Regions from separate parts of the Zea mays genome. Here region 1 is linked to region 2. A link is a contact called in public Hi-C data. All regions are on one chromosome and are shown on one strand. The core of a region is the stretch at or near the end of the contact, and the rest is flanking DNA. Distances in the headings are between cores, read along the strand shown. Region 1 holds the start of LOC103632806. Region 2 has its middle 12 kb from the start of LOC100284306.

What was found. A called contact is a pair of places that touch in the nucleus more often than the background predicts.
Region 1: a Hi-C map of tassel shows a contact between it and region 2, with 4 times the contacts expected there. The contact joins the promoter of LOC103632806 here to the enhancer-like site in region 2. A contact is called at or near these places in 6 of 25 Hi-C or Micro-C datasets (bundle sheath, ear, endosperm and 2 more).

Annotation. Positions count from the first base shown.
Region 1 is chr7:125,766,039-125,769,807 of Zm-B73-REFERENCE-NAM-5.0, forward strand. It overlaps LOC103632806, which reads left to right and starts at 1,347. Exons shown (of 12, transcript XM_008654538.3): 1 at 1,347-2,293. The coding sequence starts at 1,539. It also overlaps the pseudogene LOC103634144.
Region 2 is chr7:125,587,449-125,591,214 of Zm-B73-REFERENCE-NAM-5.0, forward strand. No RefSeq gene overlaps it. Among protein-coding and RNA genes, the nearest start is that of LOC100284306, 12 kb to the left of the region's middle. Within about 2 kb of position 2,418, at least 17 of the 20 cell types and tissues checked have an H3K27ac peak or open chromatin away from gene starts, as enhancers often do. A contact at or near this core is called in bundle sheath, ear, endosperm and 2 more, where this site is marked.

The DNA.
Region 1 (3,769 bases), core at 97-2,596, 180 kb after region 2:
AAACGACAACATATGTTGGCCCATCAACTGATGTTGAACTTGTTCCACCTTGCCTATGCGTTGGTTGATCGACTTCAACTCGTCCATGACTTGGGTCCAATGATCGCCCTCCATACGCAAAGATTCAACCATCGCATCCAGAACAAACCTCATTTGCACTGAAGGTTTTACAGGTGGCACCGTGATGACGCCAAACAACTCGCACGTCGAAGACGCACGAGCACGATGACACCAGTCGTGATCGCACCAAAGGACGACGACAACCTGACGACGACGATGACGACATGGAAGCCACCGAAGACTGTTGAATCCGATACCAAGTGTAGCGCATGCTGACCGCCGACGAGGACAACGTTGGGGGTGTAAGAACGCGCACTAGGAAATCACCAAGAATAGCCAGGTAAGAACCCTAACTGAATTGGTTCTGGTATTTCTAATTTCTGTTATTCCATAGTTTTCTGATTGATTACAAGAATGCTTATATATGCCTTTAAATGGCCTAAGGCCACACCAAACCCTTCTCTTCTACTACTATTGCTTAACCAACACAATACTAAGCTAGCTGTCAATTACAAACAATGTTCATACACTATGGGCCGTGACACGGAGGAGGCAGAGGTGAAGGCGAACGTCATGGTGGCGATGGTACGACGGCTGCGACGATGTAAATGAGGAAGCGAAATATGCGTCCTAGGGTTTGGGTGATGAAATATGTCCGCGCGAGTCAGATGACGGTTGAGAGAGTAGGTGGGGGGTGTTTGCGGTGGTCCTGCAAGCGTGTCAGGGCGAGGATGATGGATAGGACAAGGTTGCAGCTATGGCGGGGGCAGCACACACGAAGTGGGGGAGGAGGACGACACACGGAAGCGGGTGAGTTCGCGGACTTGAATATGGACGTATATTACTTGTTCCATATTTGTTTTCATATTTTTCTTTTTAAATTTAAATCGGATATATTGAGTTTTGTTGCATAAGATTTAAATACATATCAACATCTTAAATATTCAAATTTAAAAATACGAATATAAATAAAAATTTAATACGGATTGAATATTGAGTATCTGGACTTGAATATTGAATCATATATTGATTCTTGTAGACATATCTAATTTGAATTCTACCTATCGTTATTAGACTATCTTCAGTATATCTCTATCCCATTTCTATGATTCTATCCTATTTTATATTCAAACTTTACTCTACAGTGTCAACCGATATCAAATACCAATATCAAATATAGTTTCGCGTTCTTCCATTGGAGTCGGCATTCTACGCATTTACGCAACGTCGTGCCCCACAGGTAGCTGACGGATCCGTGGGCCCGGCATATGCCACACAGCCACAGCAACGAACTGCGGGAGCTTTACGCTCGAAAAGCCGCGAGCCTTCGTTCGTCCCCGTCAACGTCGCGTTTCCTCTTTTTCCCGGTTCCCCGATCCCCTCCGCGTTTTCCTCCACCACACCACCACTTCCCTCGCCGCCACTCGCGTTCCCGCCCCCAAGGATTACACCGTGGCATCTCGCTACAGCCGCCGCTGATGCATCTCTCCTTCCATCCCCCTGCTCCGTCGCATCTCCCTCGCCGGGGCGGCGTCGCACCAACCACAACCCCATCCTTCGTCCTCCGGAGGAACCAGCGGAGGCGGCGCCACCACCACCGCCCGTACCGCCTAGCCCCCCGCGCCTCTCTCTCAGACCTCATCGCCAACCTCCCCTCCTCCCTCGCGCTCGTAGGTCCCGCGGCGCTCGCGGCTGCGGCCGCGGTCGCCACCTCTTTCTCCTCCTGGTCCTCCTCGTCCCAGACCAGCCTCCCGCCGCCGCCCCAGGAATCCGAGGACTACAACGCGTGCGGGGATGTCGCGGGCGAGTGGGTTCTCTTCACCAGCCCGGCGCCATTCAACCGCTGCGTGCTGCTGCGTTGCCCGTCCGTGTCTTTCGAGGACGGGCTCGACGGCGTCAACGAGCGCCTCCTCACCGAGGAGCGGCACTACGTGAATCTGAGCAGGGGCTGCATCCCCGTGGTGCGCGGCGGGGACGGTGCCTATGATATCTCTTACCAGAGGATTTGCATCGCCCTGGAGGACGGTGGGGTGATCGCGCTCGATTGGCCTGATAATTTGTACTTGGACAAAGAGCATGGACTGGATTCCACGGTGCTTATGGTGCCTGGTACGCACGAGGGGAGCATGGAGAGGAACATTAAGGTGTTCGTGTTAGATGCACTGAACAACGGGTACTTTCCTATTGTAATGAACCCCAGAGGGTGCGGCGGCTCCCCGGTCACTACCCCAAGGTGAAAGTCTTCTGCTTATTTAAAAATGTCTTCTGCTTATTAAAAAAAGGCAGATCTAGTCGAGACGACTCTCGCATGAGTGAAATCTGGAAAGGAAAAACGGAGGCAAGTTTTTCCTCCGTAAACGTGGAGCGACTGCTTCTAGCCTGCGACCTAGTGACCCAGACAACTCACACCAGTGCACTAGGCCTGCCCTTCAGTCTTCTGCTCATTGGGGATGCTTATTTGTTGCCCTACTTAACTTGAGGGCATTAAGCGTAAATTTTATCTATCTCAAGGAGCTCCTTACCAGAACTAGAAATCTGCAGTCACTTTTAGGTGCTCACTGCTTGATGTATATGAATTCACTTTAACATCTCAATATGTGTTCATTGTTTGATTTATATTACCAGAATTGTGATTGTTTGCCCTCATGCCAGTCATTACTGATATATATGGTCAGTTTTAAACTTTCAACTAACTATGCCACATATATGCTATTATATTATAACTTCTGTCTATTCTGAAGACGTCTTAAATAAAGTTCAGACGAAATAATGCTTGTTCAACCTAGCAATTGTGATTACTGTAATGTAACAAAAAGTAATTGGAAAAAACACTGTACAAATTGATGTCAATGGAGTACCATGACTAGTTCAGATAATGTCGTCAACCACAAGTGTTAGCCTTTTGTTATTCTACCGACTAATCATTATGCATGTTTCTGACACTGGAATTTTTTACACGGGAACACCATGGATCCATTATTGTCAGTCATGCACTTCAAAACTGTTGCATTAATGCACCCATCTTATTGTTTACTCTCTCGGTTCCAAATTATAGGTCAATTTAGCTTTTTCCTAAGTCAAACTTTTCTAACTTTAACAAAATTTTAGAAAAATATATTAACACCTACAAGTTCAAATAAATGCAATACCAACCAATGTCGGGCCCAGGATTTAGAGGGTGGGTATTCGAAATTTTTTATAAGATAATTTTTTTGGTTGATTAAAAAATGTCTATCGATATATATAATTAATTATATATATGTATAACCTATAATTAAGCACACACGCTATGGTCATAACTGATTCAATAACTAGTCCACTAAACTCAAATTTCATGAAACTATTTCAAAAGTTTTAAATCAAAATGCATCTGTTTGTTGTTGCTCGGTTGCTGGCTGGCTGCTTGTCCTCTTTGGCATTTTCCAATCGCTAATGCCCCACCTACAGCCTAGTACTGCAAGCAGCAAAGCAGGGGAGGTCAAGGTCGGGTGGGCACAGGCTAGGTGGGCTTGGACATCGGCACGATGGGACCTTGCCCCCTGGTTGTCTGTCCTGCGGTGATGCCCTAACTACGGTGGATTGAAGCCTCGGACGACGGACGACGCAACAACGAGGCTAGATGCAACGCAATGACAGTTAGCCGGTCAAATCTAGGTACCTAGCTGCACTGCGGAGCCACAATGGCGCAACGGAGGTGCTGGTGTCTCCA
Region 2 (3,766 bases), core at 1,168-3,667:
ATTATTGCAGCAATGAACAGTAGCAATTCTAGAACATGTAAACATGTAAAATAGCTACTCAGATCCATTTTATAATTAAACATGGCTTGCAGATGAAGAAGGCAGATTAAACTAATAAACATGATCGTTTATCTCAAAATATTGCTCTCAAAATAGCGGGTTGCTGCACTAAACAGCCCTCCAACGCTAAGTGGTGATCAAAGATCCTCGACTAACGTGACAGTCCTATTTTACCAAATCAGGGTTTTAGATCAAATATTATAAGCCTAGAAATCAAGCATGAATATCAAGATCAAAACAGTGTGCACAGGAATTAAGGAACAATAATGAACTTAAATAATCAGCCTGCACAATATAGTAAAAGAGATGACTAGGCACAAATAATATCAATGCTGAAATCAATGCTGCTGAATCAACAACACACTAAAACCCAGACTGTCACGTTGTCTCACTACACCGCTATCATCATCGAGTTAATAAATCCGCCCACAAATTGTGCAATCACACCCAAGTAAATAATACTAGCAGATTGCACAAAATTACTCAATAAATAAATAGAGGCAACGGGTAACTCACAGCACGTAGATTGTCTACGTGGGAAGACCAGCTCAGCGAACACGAGGTTCTGTCCCAGAAAACCAATTCCGCCGCCCACGTCCGGACCTGCACGGCGGGAGGTTGACGGAGATACTAGAGCCGCTGCCGGAGTCGAGGGAGACGTCCTCGACACCAGCCCGAGAAGAGGAACACCGCGCAGCAGGGAGCCCAAGCACCAGGCCACGGTGGACAATAATCAGAACAGACCGAACACCACACAGGCGCACGGATCGAGCAACAGGGCACAAGAGAGCCACCAACGCAGCTCTACTCTCTTCCACTCCCAATCACCACCGGCAAGAATCACCACAAGAACACCAGGAACGAACAAATCGCTCCAAATCGCGACTGTAACTGAGAGGGGAAGAAGAACAGAGAAACTTGCGTCTCTGCGAGCTGGCCTGAACAGGGGGCAAGACGCTATACTTATGGAGCCGGGCGAGCCGCAGGTGGTTGCAGAGGAGCAGCGGAGAAGCCGGCCGGCCGTGCGAGCAAGCCGTAGGATACGGCTGGGCGTTGAACGCCGCCGCCACACAGCCTTGGCGGCTACTCCTTGGGCAGCCACCCTCTGCCTGTGCTTCTACTCACCGCAAGGCATGATAATCCCTTGCCTTTGATCCCAGCCGTCCATCCAAGGCGAGCTCGCCCAGGGCCAGCTGACCGGCGCCAGCCGTTGCTGGGCTGCTCGGCCGAGCGCCTGGTAGCGGCCCAGTGGCCGGCCTTTTCTCTTTTTTTTTCAATAAAGAAAATAAAGGGAAAATCCCCTCAAATGAACAGCAGGGCCATCGAGCACTTGTGTTGGCGCGCGCGGAAAGGGACCCGCGTGCACGACGCTCCATTCTCCGGTTGGCTTGGCTCATCGCTTGTTGATTGCCACGGACGATGGATCCCACCACTGCCCTCAGTAGGTTCAGCGAACTGAGCCGGATCCCTTCGCCTTCGCCCCCCTCGGATATCAGACATCACCAATGGGGTACGGCAGCCCTCTTTTTTGGCAGGATACAAACAAAATAAAGCTAGCATTATTTTCTTGCAGCAACGGTGATGGACCCCCCGCAGCTGCGCTCCGCCAGAAAGCATCGGGTGCCATGCAATGCATCTTGCAGCTGTGAGCAAGTAATCATCGGAAGCAATTTGTCCAAAGTTCAGAGATCTCCCCCACCCCCTTTGGAACCAAGTGGTGGATTTTTGGACAGAGATTCGCTAGGGCCATCGTTCCACGCGCATATACAGAAACTTCACCGTATTTTTCTTTCTTTCTTTCTTTTTTTTGCGTTTTGGCTATTTCTAATTAAAATTTCACATCTACACTTTAGTGTTTAGTTCTCGAGGTTAGTGTCGTGTACGAGGCGTTTACACCATAGTAGTCAGTCGGCGAGGCCGATGAGTCGATTTGTCATTTCAGGTAGGGTGGAAACCAGGCGAGTCGAGCTTGGTTCGACTCGCTAAAATCGGCTTGAGTCACTTCTCACTCGCCGAGCCAATAAACCTGCCCATATATACAAATTTAACCTCTAAATTATAATATAAAAAGTTAAAAAAATAAATAATATATTTTAAATTAGTAAAATAAATATATTACTAATATAATATAGACAATAGACTAGTTTTGTATATTCATATTAAATAATATAAATTTATTATCTATTTAGTACTAACATTATATGCTAATTAGAATTTTATATAACAAATTATTGTTGGGAAGCCAGGAGCCCGAGCCGAGCAGGCGATGCCAATGCCCACAACTCCTGAGCCAGACGGCACGGGTTCTAACTAAACGTGGGCAGGCCTCGTCTCGGCCCATACACGCGCCCTTCAACCTCTTCACCAGGGCCTGAATCCAGGCCACACCACCAACCGTGAGTCCGTGGGCCTTACTAGACACTGGTGCCTATGCCTTCGTCTCCTCACTTCCTCATCGGTCAGCCGGCGAGGCATCAGGCTGTCAGGCATGGCCAGTCGTCTTCTCCACCCCTCCCAAAAGAGTTTATGAGGTACTAGGTGAAAGTTGCACGCTCGGTGCGGACGCCGTAGACATCACCATCCGCGCACTGATCTTTTTTTTTCTCCAGAGGATGCATACCATGGATGCAATGGAACCAATCAGGCAATTAAAGAAGGGGCTGGTCGGAACTGAAATCACAGATTGTCGGCTCGTGGTATCTTTGCCGGCTCCAATCGTCTGCGTCACCGTCAAGACGAGGAGTGGTGTTCAGTCAGACCCAGAGCGCGGCAAGGCAAAGATCATTAGAAACAACGGAGGATTTATTTAGATTCCATACCAGGCACCTACGGCCTACGGAAGCAAATTGCAGTGCAAAAAGCAAAATAAAATTATCTATTACATTTAATAACTTATAGATATAGCATATATTTTTTTTAACAAAGGGACGAATCCCCCTATTTCATTAGGAAATAGGAAAAGTTCATTACAACGACACCCATCGCGATCCTACGATCCGACAGAAAACCAATTAGGCCTGATCTCTACCTAGACACCTTACGCTATCACCCTAGATAAGTAAAGGGCCTAGAGTAGAAGACAAAGTTCGACCTGCTACCAGGAACAGAAGACTTTATTTACAATCATTTCACGACAAACAGGCGCAACAAAAGGAACTAGTTCAAACCAACACCAAAAGTATAGGCTAACCCTAACGCCAGGAACCACAATTCTTTTTAATCACCTAGAAATTCGCCTGTCTCTCGGACACCACCCAAACGCTCGGCCAAACGCTTCACTTGCTATCTTTCTTATTAGCTTGCTTCCTTGTACCACCATTTTTTGTTCCTGTTTCTCTGTCGTATAGCCCAGGAATCCATCCAGAAGCAACAAAGAAAAATGATGTTAGAAGGATCAACCATAATTTTATTACCAAAGCACCAATCATTTCTTGTGCGCCAAATTGCCCAGAACACCGCACCACAACCAAACAAAATCAGATTAGCAATCTTGTCTTTTGGTTTACTTAACCATTTATCACAAAGGTTGCTAATACTTTTTGGAATCTCCACCAAGTTCAAAGCCACTTGGATCACTCTCCACATGTATCTCGCAATGGGACAGTGAAAAAATAAATGATCAATAGACTCATCACCACCACAGAAACAGCACTCTTGAGAACCTTTCCAGTTCCTTTTCTTCAAATTATCTTTAGTAATAATTTTG